Linked DNA regions of Mus musculus: all the other regions are linked to region 1. Evidence: chromatin contacts called from public promoter capture Hi-C data. All regions are on one chromosome and are shown on one strand. The core of a region is the stretch at or near the end of the contact, and the rest is flanking DNA. Distances in the headings are between cores, read along the strand shown.

Region 1 (4,443 bases), core at 999-3,498:
TGAGGATGAATTTAGGGCTTTCCACGAGGTAGTCGCCTTGAGACCACGGAGTTATGGCATCTAGTCCCCATCCTCCATGGTTACTAGCCTGTGCAATCTGTCTAGTCTCATGTTTTCCAGTTATCCATGAACAGAAGTAAGCAAGATGAAAAACGAGTAAGCTGGAAACAGATTTTCATATTGTCAGCATAGTGTGACGCTCATTCTAAAAACCCACTATAAATCGTCACTTTCTCATATTGGACCGTCGCAACCCAGTCGTGTGCATTTCTCTTCAGCTCAGTCTCAGCATGTCACAGGTTTTCCCACTTTGTAAAGGATTCTTAAGTTTATTCTGTTCTTGATTAATTTTTGCCATGCAAGCTGATAAGTTCACTCCCCAGAACCTGCCATAAAAGGAGAGAATTAATACCAGGGGTTTTCCTCTCTCTTCCACATTCACACCACGGCATGCACATGCCTGCAATCATACCATACACATCCTCCTCCTCCCCCTCCTCCCCACCCTCCTCCCCACCCTCAGCCTCCCTGTCATCATCCATCCTCACCATCATAGAAAAATGCATTATTTATTTGTGAAATGGAAAGTTAATAGGCAAACATTAACTAAATGCCTGATTTTTTACATTTTTTTAGAGAAACATTATTCCCTATGTTCTCTTTCTACCTAGGCTAATTTGCGCCAGAAAATTACTCACTCCGTCCAGACTGACCTTAGCCACATGAGAAGAGATAACACCTCACAGGTGTACCCTTTGAAAGAGGCTAGCACCCAGTCCAAGAGAGAAGGCAGCAGCCGAGTGCCCAGGCCCCAGATTTTCATAGCTGGCCTTCGTGGGGGACAAAGCAAAACAACCTATGGGGTGAAGGTGAACTTAACCAGAGCGGTGGACGAAACCTAGAGATGGACGTTTACAGGAAGCTGCTCCTTAGTGGCACGGATGGAGGGTTTAAAGTGCTGTGCGTGTATAAAGCTCATTTGCGGGGCTGGCACAGTCACTGGTTGTGTGACTGTGCACTAGGGCACCGTATCCTGCCTGACTGTTATGCAAATCTAAAAGCAGTTTCTGTAGTACATTTTTCGTTTTATTAAAATTGACAAGTAAAACTCTGTCCGCGTATTTGTTTTATATTTTAGACAAAGTTTACAGCATTAAGATTGACATTGCAATGCCAGCTAGATAGTAGTATGCTTATCACTGGAATAGAGGCTGCTTCTAAAACCCTACAAAATGTTAAGCCCTGACACTCTGAAACACAACGCTCTGCTTCATTGCTATTTAGTGATAACAGATTTCTATATCATGAGCCTTGCTATCTGGAACAAGTGAAGCCTACATTCATATGCTGCCTTTTAAAAGCCAGAGAATTGATATTTATATTTGAATTTTGGGCTCATTGAAAAAAATCAGAATGTCTGATAAGACTGGCTGGCATTCCAGCTTGATCCTTTTATGCTCTGTTGTCTGCCTCAGAGCCCGCTGTGGCTTAAGCGCTTCCCACTTCCCACTCTGCGGCCTTATTTGGCTCATAAGCAGTTGGGTTTTCAGGTCCTGAGAATTCCAACTTTTTAGAGGTATAGTTTTTTTTTTTTCCTTTTCCATTTTTTATTAGGTATTTAGCTCATTTACATTTCCAATGCTATACCAAAAGTCCCCCATACCCACCCACCCCCACTCCCCTACCCACCCACTCCCCCTTTTTGGCCCTGGCGTTCCCCTGTACTGGGGCATATAAAGTTTACGTGTCCAATGGGCCTCTCTTTCCAGTGATGGCCGATTAGGCCATCTTTTGATACATATGCAGCTAGAGTCAAGAGCTCCGGGGTACTGGTTAGTTCATAATGTTGTTCCACCCGGGGTTATTTTCTAATAACATCCTCTAGTCACAGTAACCATTAGAGCGGTTGAAGTGCCTGTTAATACAATCTAATTTTTCTGAGGTCTTTTTGCTGCCTGAAGTTACCAAGTTAAGCTAGACAGTGACAGTAAGGATGATGAAGACAGACACAGTACTTCCGAGCAGTATGTAATATATACTAAATTTATCCAAGAGGTAACCATGGAAGGCCGTGATGGAGTTGAAAGTTATAAAAGTCCGAGTTCTCGGAGCCTCTCTAACGGTCTTCACACAAAGGAATAATCGAGAGCATTTCAGAATCCTTCTTGCGGGGCCCATCCTCTCGGAGGGGCTGGTCTCTAGAAGGAAACGCTCGGCCACCTTGACTCCGCCCCCCCTCGGTCGACCGGAAGCTGCGGTTTTCCGAGCCCCCGCAGGACCGAGTCTCCCAGACTTGTCGCTCCGCACGCCGCGCGGCTTCCGCCGTAGCCCCCGCTTCCTCCTCGCGCGTGTGGTGCGGCGGGCTCTCTAGGCCGGTGCGTCTCTATGGCCGCAGGGGCGTCAGTTCCGCAGACTCTCTCGGCACCATGGCTCCGGCGAGAGGTGAGGCCGGGCTGCGGGCGGTCGCTAGGGAACGGCGGCCCGGGGTGTGCTGGCCGGGCCGGCTCTGGGGGCCGAGCCCTCCCTGCAGGGAGCGGCAGCGGGCTGCACCCGCACACCGGTGCAGTGAGCCGCCCGGGCGCCGGCCAGGTCCCTGCCTGGAGCGAGGCTGTGGTTCGGAGCCCTGGGCTTGAGGGCGCGCGCTGCTCCTCCCGATGGCGAGCCGTCTGGCCAGGGCTGTGGTGGCTGTCCTTTCAGGTTTTACGTAAGCTGGCCCCAAGGCTGAGGTTTTATTCTATAGCACTGTGGCTAGGACAGGCCAAAAGGCGGTGACGATTTTGTATTTATTTATTTTTAAAGCAGGAACCAACACTACATGGTCTCATTCTATAGCCCACGTTGGCTTCAAACTCGGGGAGATTTTCCTGCCTCAGTTTTACAAGCGCTGGGATTAGTGGTCTGTGCCCTCATGCCTGGCGACAACGTCGCTTTTTTTTTTTTTTTTAATTTTGTTTGTTTGTTTTTGTTTTTTCACCATTTCCCCAATGAGCACTGGCTTTAAGTCTAAATAAATGTTGGACAAGCATTTAAAGAATATCCTTTTGCGTGGATGTGAAATTATTTATCTTTGGGGGAGGGGATTTGACATTTAACATCAGGCGCCATGTAAGTTTTCTGTGGTGGTGGATTGTCCCATATCAGATAAGTCCTGTAGCATCCGGGAAGAGGGTAATAGGAAAAGTAGGGCGATTGACAAATGAACACTTAAAAGATGCAGCAGGCAGATCGGTACCCGCAAGGGTTGTTTACAGATTTAGACTTCTTGCCAGCACATACGTTGTTACATTTGGGTGTGTTGCACTTTTTTATCCTAATGAAATACAGTTTCTATACCTCCTTACATAGAGTCATCTTAACGATTACTCACCTGCTACTTCCTGCTATGTCCAAGCTTTCAGGTATGACAGTAATAGTCCCCCTAAAATGTAACTGGAAAACAAAAGGATAACTCCAGACTGACTCTTCTGGGGGATATTCTCCACCCAGAAACAAATGCCGTGGAAGGTAACAGATTCTCCACAAAGGGGGTGCTGGATGATCAGTGGGCCAGGTTTCTAGTTAATGGCGTGATATGATTTGAATTCTTAGGATAGTTTAAAGTAGCTGCGTACCATGAATATTTATATTACCTGGGAACGTTGACATTCCTAATCAATGAAGTTTCATCCTGGAAAATGAAGAATTGTAGAAGAAATGTTTTGATCTTATGGTAAACTGAAATGTAAGTGGAAATCATGGTTACAAGGATTGGTTTTAAAAGTTGAAATGTGCTTCTAAAGTGGTATTACAGACCAAAGTCATCTATGTTTTATAGTATCCAAACTTAGACTTTTCTACTTTGATTAGTAATTATTTTCAAGAATTACATTTGCAGACCTTTTCATTATGGGTGTCTTAAACAAAACAAAACAAAACACCATGATATGGCTTATGCCTATTAATCCCAGCACTTAGGAGGCAGAGGCATGCAGAACTGTATCAAGGTCAGCTTGCTCTACATAGCAAGTACCAGGCCAGCCAGAGCTACATAGAGAGACCCTGTCTCAAGGAAAGGAAAAAAAAAAAAGTATGTTTTCTGGAGTTAAACATCTTTAGTATTTAAATTATCTTGCTTTTTTTGAACCAGGGACCTTTAACACAGCCCCCCCCCCCAAAAAAAAAGTGATTTGAGTTTTCACTTCTTAGTTATGAGAATATTGATAATTTCAGGTCATGGATGGCAGGCAGTCTTTCTGTAGAGAGCTGTTAGTCTCCGCCATAGCTGCTGAACCCTACAACTATAGGCAAGATAATTAAGGCAGATGAGCATAGCTGTCTCCTAATTACACTTTATGGACGCCAAAATTTTAACTTACTATTATTTCCATGTGTCTTGAGATAGGACTTACACATTTTTCCATTATTCTGAACCATCATATAAAACTATGGATGGTGTAGTTCTTG
Region 2 (4,174 bases), core at 582-3,081, 5.6 Mb before region 1:
CAATAGATTGAAGGAATAAAATACTAAATCTTGTAATCAGAAGGATGTCATTACCTTGATTGTGGAGATAGATAGTCTCACAAGTATATCCATGCTTCAGAACTACAGTCTACCGTCTAAATATGCACTTTAGTATGCCTTTTAATTTTTAAGTCCTCATGTAATAGTTTGATTAATCTTTTTTAGCTTCATTTACAAATCAGTACAAGTAAAAAATTAGCACCTAAATTGAAATGTTTTAGGTAAAATGCAAAATAATTTTAATGGCCTTTTTTGGGGATTCTTTTTGTTGTTTTTTTGTTTGTTTTAAGACAGGGTCGATCTATGTAGTCTTGTCTGCCCTGAAACTTGCTATGTAGACCAGCTAGCTTCAAACTAGAGATCTGCCTGCCTCTACCTCTAGAGCACTGGGATTAATTCACCATCAGACCTGGCTTAAATTTAACAAATGTAAAGAAAGTATCTTTATAGTCATTTATTGTGTTGAGCAAATGTTGGAATATTTACAATGAAATGTATATTTGGTGAAAAATCTCTATTAAACACTTCCTGTTTTCCCTAGGGTGATACAATTCTGGAGACTGGAGAAGTAATTCCACCAATGAGAGATTTTCCTGATCAACATCATTGAAGAGTCCTTAAAAACTTAACAGACTTGTGTAACAGCACAAGTATGTTCCTAAAGTGCTGTATTTACTGAATCTGTTTCCTGGAAAAGTAATTAATAAAGCTTATTCTCAGAGTGTTATCACTGTCCGTGTTACTGTCCAAAGGTTCTATGATTTGAGACTAACAGTAAAAAGACAAATACTAAACAGAGCTATTAGCTACTTTTTTCTGTCCATTTTGATAAACAGGATGCAAAACACATTTTAGTCACAGTGTTGTTTACATACTGATTTGACATGAGGATGTGAAGTGTTTGAGCACTAGAATGAAAAGCTATGACCTGATACAAAATAGAGCCGGGCGTGGGGGCGCACGCCTTTACTCCCAGCACTCGGGAGGCAGAGGCAGGCGGATTTCTGAGTTCAAGGTCAGCCTGGTCTACAAAGTGAGTTCCAGGACAGCCAGGGCTATACAGAGAAACCCTGTCTCGAAAAAAAAAAAAGGGGGGGGGGGGTGTTGTCCGATCATTTTGAAAAATTGGCATGTTAACGCTTATCACAAAAGGCCACACGCAAATTTGTATTGTGAATTTTACTTTGAGTCTACATAGGTGCCATCTGAAGAAAAGAAGTGTTTGCTAAGAATTACAAAAGTTCGTTCAGAAGAACTTGTCTGGAAACTCCTTCTGTAGTTGTCGTCGTGCAGCTACAGTCGATGCATAGATGACGAATCCCCAAGAGAGCAAGACGATTGCAAGGAGCAACTAAAAGGAGGGGAGGAAAAGCAAAAAGAAGAAATCAATGTGCCGGGTCCTTTCCCTGTGTAGCCCGAGCAAGCAGCTACAGGTGGAAAGGCATCACATGCCTCTAACACAGTGCAGCCCAGAGGCAAGCAGGCCTGCAACCCCTGACGTCAGAGGCGGAAAAGCGTGTCCTCCAGGAAGAGGCGGAGCCGAGGGCAGGGCGTGAACGCTCAATTTAGGAATGGGTTCTGGAGTTCCAAGCTGCGAGCCAACAGTCTACCTTCGGCTCGCGGGCCCTGCCATGGTGCGCTCTGGAGCTCCGCTCTGCTCGGTACCTACCAGGGAGTAAGTCCAGTCCAGGCTTCGGCGACTCATCGGCCTCATGGTAAGGGAGCAGCGGGGACGGGGTGGCAAGGGCCCTACAGCCTGCTCGCGGGCGCATTGCACCCCGATGCAGCAGCCATTTTTCAGCGGGACTCTGCGCGCTCCCGCGGGCTTCCGCCCGGAGTTGGAACACATCACGTGATCCGGGCCTAGCCCGCCTTTCAGGCAGCAGAGGGAATAAAAGAGAAAATGTGAAGATCGCGCCTTTTTTGCGCTCACATAGGAATTCCTTAACTGCTTTATCCTGCATTTGCAGTGCGGTATTAATACAAGATAGTGTGCCATCGTGTGCATATAAAAGTTTATTGGAAAATAGTCCACGGTGGAAGAATCAAAGTTGCCGTCCCACACCCACATCGGTTTCCACCAAATGCGGATAGACCTTCATATGTTTATGCTTGACTTAAACATCTTTTACGTAACAAAAACATCGTTGGGAACTGTTAGTTGAGCCGTTCACCAAGAACAAACAGAATATTATCGCTGATGGCTGGAAATCTTTTCAAATATGTTGTACAGGTAGCCCGCATGGTGGATCTGCCGGCCAACAAGTGTTGACGGGCAGTTTGTCGAATGCTTGGGACTGCAGCAAGTTTGAAATACTAAGTCCCGAGAAAGGCAGCTTGGCAGGCCAACTATCAGGATGCTGGTGGTGTGCAGAGTGGAAGCCTGGCCGGCAGAGGCTGGGCCGCTCGGCTTTGGGCGCAGATGTGTCAGATACATTTTTAGTGTAGATTTCCGAGAGTGGAAAGAGGGAAGCGGGCCGCAGGGAGTTATGGCGGGGTAAAAGAAATGCCTGATGGTCAACCCAGCTGAAATAGACGGAAGGACCAGGGTGCTCTGGGAGCTCAGTCCAGTTCCCGTGGCACCATAGAGAATCCTAACAACTTGTTGAAGTTTGTGAGGTTCCACTGATACTGAGGCAGCCTTTCTGCATATTTGGTTGTGATTGTGGAGTTTGTGCTGTGCCCCCCCGCGGTGGGGGCAGGGCAGGGTCCGGGGTCTGTGCCGTAACGTCCCGCCTCCTGCGTGCGGCAGCGGTTTGGCGCATGCGCCCAGAGCTCGGGGGAAGGGGGTGGAGGAGCGGTGTTTTGCTGCGCGGGCTCGGGGGGTTGGTCTCGCCTTCTCTCCGCCTCCAAACTGCCTGTGGGTGATGAACGTTCTACGTCATAGGGGTCGCAGCCGCCGCCACCGGGGTCTCCGCTGTCTCGCGAGGAGGGTGAAGCGCCCCCTCTGGTGCCTGCCGAGGAGGGGAGGCGCCGAAGCCGCCGGGTACGCCTTCGCGGATCCTGCCGCCACCGGCCGAGCTTACTGAGCCGGCGGGAGCTGGCTTCCAACGGCCCAGCGGTTCCTGCCACCGCGTCCTCGGAGGTGAGTCGGCCGGGAACAATGGGTGAGGGGTTCCAGTAGGCCCTGGAGCAGCCCTGTGGTCTGGGCCTTCTTCCACCCGGAGCTCCCAAGGGCTGGGGTCGCCACGCTGCAGGGCACCTGTGGATCGGCACCGGTGGGCAAGCGAGGGGAGTGTCTCCCTGCACTGCCTGAAGGGCTGGAGCGCAACTGAATACGGGATAGAGCTGTGTGTCGGCGCAAAACAGTTGCCACTGTTAGGAAGTGTGACCTTGGTAGGTCCCCAGCCCTGGACCCTGTCTGTGAAATGGGATCAGCATTTCAGTTGGTCGTGTTTATGTAACATGCATGGTGTGGTTGTCTTTCCATCCGAGACAGTAGTTTTGGACTAAGGAAGCTGTTAAGGCTAGAGGAGTTGTGCAGTGCTACACATTGTGGGCAGGGCTTGTATGCCTTGTGACTTTATTACACATCTAGTTAGTGCCCTTTGCTCATGGGCTGCTGATTCTGATTGGTAGACTGGAGAGGGGCAGTTACGGGATTGAAGGCACGGAGATTAAGACCGGAACTGGGAAGCAGCAGTTCTACTGGGCACCGTCCTATGTTAAAGTGGAGAAAGAAGGAAAAAACGTATGTGTCTTAAGAGTTGAGCTAGTACAGGGTAGAGTGTTTCGTTTGAGAGGATTTGAGGGTTTGGAAATAGATGGAATGCAAAGTGCAGGGCTCTTCAGTCAGTCACACTCAATGCGTATCTAGAAGGAGAGGCTTTCACGGGGCTAGCTTCCAAGCAACCCTCACCCCTTTTATTTTGGGGCAGGGACTTTTGTAGCCAAGAGTGGTCTGGAGTTCCCTACTTTGCAAAGGATGACCTTGGTCTTCTCACCGTCTTGCCTTCATATTCCAGTCTTCTGGGAATGCAGGAATATTCCAGGGTGCCTGGTCCCAATTAAATTTTATTATTACCAGAATTGAAATTCAATCTGGACAGTGGTGGTGCATACCTTTAATCCCAGCAGAGGCAGAGGCAGGCAGAGCTCTGAGTTCAAGGCCAGCTTAGTGTACAGAGTGAGTTCCAGGACAGCCAGGGCTCCA
Region 3 (4,045 bases), core at 52-2,551, 6.0 Mb before region 1:
TGGGTGGCATTGGGTTTTACCCCCAAAACATCGTAGTAAGTGGTTTCTTTCACCATTTTTTACAGCCTGAAACCAGAAAATGGTAATTTTAAACCAGCTTTAAACTTTTGTAGAAAAGATCCAACTGCTTCTGCCTCCTGAGCACTGGGATCAAAGGTGTGCGCCACGACTGGCTCTTAACGGGTAGTCTTTAACTACCAGAGCTAAAGCAATCTGTTCTTTTGCATTTATTTCATACTAATACAGCCTTCCCTACGCGTCTTAAAAGGTAAAAAAAAATTCCTGATATGATTCAGCTGTAAACTCGAACAGATTAAAATATAGATTTCAGGGAACGCGAAGGAAAGCCTCTCTCGCAGCTGGTTCAGACTCTACTGCACTAACACATGAATTATTTGGCTTCTTCCGGTTTCCTTTCCCCAGAGGTTTTGCTAGTAACCCACAGCAGCACTGATAGGTTCCGTCCACTGGTTAGTACATTACCGCTGCCTTTGTACATCTGATAAAGGCCATACCCTCGCCGGAAAGCGACACTGGACTCCCGGGGGTGGAGGAGTGGCTTAGGAGACCGGCTCCAGGGAGCAGGTGCCCGGGCCCCGTCGCCATCCTGCTCCTGCTCGCTCGCAGCTTACCCACTCTCGCCCCGCAGGCCTGGAAGCTGGCTCGCCCTCTGGGTTTCCCGGGCCCCCCGGCGCCGACCGTTAAGGCTTCCTTCCTTTCTCCCTCCCACCCTGATCGAAAAGGCGGAGGGGGGGGGGAGGTCGAACCTCAACAAAGAGAGGGAGGAGAGCCAGGAGAAGCGCAAGCCGCAGCCTCCGCCCGGCTCCTCCCGCAGCCCCTCACCCCTGCCTTGCTCCGCGCGTGCGCAGCGCTGCCCACCCGGCCCGGGCGGCGGAGCGCGGGGGTACGCAGCAAGGAGCATGAGGCGGGAGGCCAATTGGCTTGGGCCTTGGACCTCCTCGAGGCGTGCGGGCGGGCAGGGCGCCGGGCATTCCCGGCAGCCTTCCGAAGCCCGAGGCCGGCTCAAGGAACCCGCAGTCCCCGCCCACGCGGGACCAACCGCCTCCGGCTGCGCCTTCCCCGGCTGTCTGGGGTCCAGACCGCACGCCGCGACCGAGGGAGGCCGGAGACTCACCGGTGAGCGGGCCGGCGCCGGAGAGCGGAAAGGAGCGGAGCACAGCGCAGCTCAGCCACACGCTGCTCCTCCACCACCCACCGAGCGTTCTGGAAAGTTCCGCCCGGCCCGCCGCAGCCGACCTCTTTTGTAGCCGAGCCCCGGCGCGTCACTTGCCGGAAGTCCCGCCCCTCGCCGCTGCCACCGCCCCTCGGTTACCTGGGCAACGGCGCGGGGGCGGGAAGTGGCTGCGCCCAAGGGCCTTGTGGGGGTGGACTCAAGCCCGGGTTCCCGAGCCTCGTAGAATTTTCTAGAGGCTTTTTTTCTTATTGCGAGGAACCAGAGTGCGGAAGTCTTGAGGTGGAGAGGTCATGTCCCAGAGCCCGTAAGCCGGGGACGAGTGCTTCAGGCGTTGTGCGCGCTGTGCTGAAGGGGATTGGTGGAACCCAGCCCTGGCTGCGAGTCTGATTTTCTGCAGCTCCAGCTCCTTAGCTCTGAGCCTTGCGGGCAAGAAATGCTGAGCAAGGCGGGCCTACTCCCTAAACCAGCCTCGCAGGCTTTGGTTTCACCCAAGCGCACTTATGTCAGAGCTTTTTGGACGAGCCTGGCCCAGGCTTCAGATCCTTTTGGCTCTGACGACTTGGGCGGAGGGAATCTGGGACTTCACCAAACAGGAAAACATTTAGAATGCCTCATGCTAACGGAGGGTCATGGTCTTCCACCCAGTTTGGCCGCAGAGGAGCGGCCAAAAGCAAAATTAATTGCTTTAGCTTATTGTTTTAATTCTCTGACCGTTTTTATTTCCAGTTGGTGACTCAAAAATCTATAGTTGGCAAAGTTGAATCTTAAGCTTTCAAAGGACAGAGTGAATGTTTTTCTTATTCACTAACACAATAGATACATCAAAGAAGTGGAGGTGTAAGCTTGAAAGAGTTCACATATTTTAAAGATTTATTTTGAATCCTCTGTGTGTGTGTGTGTGTGTAGGTGCCCAAGGAAGCCAGAGGCATGGAGTCTTAAGTCTGGCTTCAAATTCTGAAATCTCCTGTCTCTGAGCAGTTGTGAAGGGTGGTACATGCTCTTAACCGCGGGGCCTCTTGCTTGGACTTTCGTTGGAAGTGGAACAAGCTAAAAACTTATAAGAGAAATCACAAAATACAGGTCAGCAGGTGAACAAGAAGCAGTTAAGCACACTTCCTAATGGAAGTGCAGAGTGTGGGATGAGATTCTTTAAATGTTCGTTTTATTGTGTGTTTCTAGGCTTGTGGACCATTGTAGTTCTCTCGTACCTTTGCACGGGCAACTCAAGTCTTCAGTGCGTTACCAGCTGAGCGGCTGTCTCAGTGCTTTATGGAGATCACAGGTAATTGGATGTAGCCAGAGCTAAGGGAGCTGGAAAGGCTGTCTTCAAACCTACCCAAAGACATCTTTAGCTCGTGGTCTTAAAAACCTCCGGATTTTGGGATTTCTACCTTGAGCTGTCCTGCCTCTCCACCGTTACTGCTTTCACTAAACTCTGTTGTGGTCACTAAAGCTACGCCACTTCCCTTACAGACTTTTTGATGATGTGCTGTGGTTTTGGTTGAGAAACATCTTTTCTCAGCTTACGTGTTACCCTCTCAGATATCACATCTATCAATAGGTTACGTCTTTAAAGCAGGGGCTCTTTACCTTCCTAACGCTGCGACCCTTTATTACAGCTCCTCATGTTGTGGTGTCCCCCAACCATAAAATTATTTTCATTGCTTCTTCATAACTGCAATGTTGTTACTGCTGTGAATTGTAATATAAATATGTGCCAAAGGTTTTCCGAAGGGATCAAAACCCACAGGTTTGAGAACTACTGCTTTAAGCCAACACTTTTGAGTAAAATATCTACTATGCCAGGCATACTCTAGGCCTTGCCAATACAAAACTCTTGTAAGCCATGGCCCCTACTCTCAAGGAACTTAACTCGTAATGAGATTAAAAACCAGAATTAAAAACAAAAAACCAAACCAAAACCATCCAACCAACCAACCAAAATTGCAGGACTAGGCTGATAAAGTCTGCCTTTAATCCCAGCACTCTGAAGGCAGAGGTAGGCAGATCTCTAATATAGAGGCCAGGCCAGTCTACATAGCAGGTTCCAGGGCAGCCAAAGCTACAGAGTAAGAAAGACCCTGTCTCAAAACAAATCAAACAAAAAACCTCGAAAATTACCAGCAACTTCATATGTGATAATTTTGTGTGGAAATGAGATCTTAGCTTAGTTTGGTAGTTCTGAAAATTCAGAACTAGGAAGCAGAACCAGGAGGCTAGTGAACTCAAGATCACTTGAGTTAGGTGTGACACCGTCTTTGGAGTGGGAATATAACACATAGAATGAGTGCTTCTTATTCTGTTCAAGGCCCTAGGTATGATTCCTAGGACTGCAAGAAGAAAAAAGAAAACTATCTTGCATGTGTTGTTTACAACGGATTATTTTGTTGGGGTAAATAAATCAGCCTTGTTATTTTTTGATGTGGTTTGCCTGATCTCTATTGAATGTTTCAGTGGTTTCCAATGTTTTATGGTGAAGTGCTGAAGATCTTCAAATACAGCTTTAGGTACTCATACAAACTTTATTTTTCTTTTGTGTTTTTTCAGTCTCGCATAGGCCTCATAAAGTTGAGACCTCAAACCCTCTGTGTAGTCCAAGCCAGCCTCTAAGCCATGATCTCCTTTGTTAGATAAGAGTTGATTGAAGTGATGTGAAAATAAAAGGGGAAAAAGTGGGGTGGGGGTGTCTCAGCTCACCGGAGGCATGGGGCCATTGACCCTTCATCCTTCACAGGCCCAAGCCACCATAGTCAATCTTTAGAGCTCTATGTAACACGGTTGTCTTCAAACTTGCAATCCTGACTCAGCCTGGAAAGAGCCGGGATTGTAGGCCCCTACCACCACACTTAC

The links. Promoter capture Hi-C pulls out the DNA fragments that hold promoters and counts their contacts.
Region 2: a promoter capture Hi-C map of cranial neural crest shows a contact between it and region 1. The contact joins the promoter of Smim27 here to the promoter of Slc35a1 in region 1. A contact is called at or near these places in 4 of 39 promoter capture datasets (cranial neural crest, frontonasal cranial neural crest, hippocampal neurons and 1 more).
Region 3: a promoter capture Hi-C map of cranial neural crest shows a contact between it and region 1. The contact joins the promoter of Dnaja1 here to the promoter of Slc35a1 in region 1. A contact is called at or near these places in 4 of 39 promoter capture datasets (cranial neural crest, frontonasal cranial neural crest, hippocampal neurons and 1 more).

The regions. Positions count from the first base shown.
Region 1 is chr4:34,685,243-34,689,685 of GRCm38.p6, reverse strand. It overlaps Slc35a1 (solute carrier family 35 (CMP-sialic acid transporter), member 1), which reads left to right and starts at 2,248. Exons shown (of 8, transcript NM_011895.3): 1 at 2,248-2,442. The coding sequence starts at 2,427. Cfap206 (cilia and flagella associated protein 206) reads left to right here. Exons shown (of 13, transcript NM_001347062.1): 13 at 672-1,112. The coding sequence ends at 902.
Region 2 is chr4:40,267,236-40,271,409 of GRCm38.p6, reverse strand. It overlaps Smim27 (small integral membrane protein 27), which reads right to left and starts at 1,831. Exons shown (of 2, transcript NM_001349093.1): 1 at 1,691-1,831; 2 at 1,182-1,372. The coding sequence starts at 1,735. The coding sequence ends at 1,268. Topors (topoisomerase I binding, arginine/serine-rich) reads left to right here and starts at 1,569. Exons shown (of 3, transcript NM_134097.3): 1 at 1,569-1,736; 2 at 2,909-3,106. The coding sequence starts at 1,734. It overlaps Ndufb6 (NADH:ubiquinone oxidoreductase subunit B6), which reads left to right. Exons shown (of 4, transcript NM_001033305.3): 4 at 563-819. The coding sequence ends at 631.
Region 3 is chr4:40,719,724-40,723,768 of GRCm38.p6, reverse strand. Dnaja1 (DnaJ heat shock protein family (Hsp40) member A1) reads right to left here and starts at 1,301. Exons shown (of 9, transcript NM_008298.6): 1 at 1,136-1,301; 2 at 1-66. The coding sequence starts at 56. It overlaps Gm6297 (predicted gene 6297), which reads left to right and starts at 928. Exons shown (of 3, transcript NR_077226.1): 1 at 928-1,137; 2 at 2,102-2,275; 3 at 2,375-3,615. It overlaps Mir207 (microRNA 207), which reads right to left and starts at 852; the gene lies at 774-852. It also overlaps a transcript of Aptx not described here.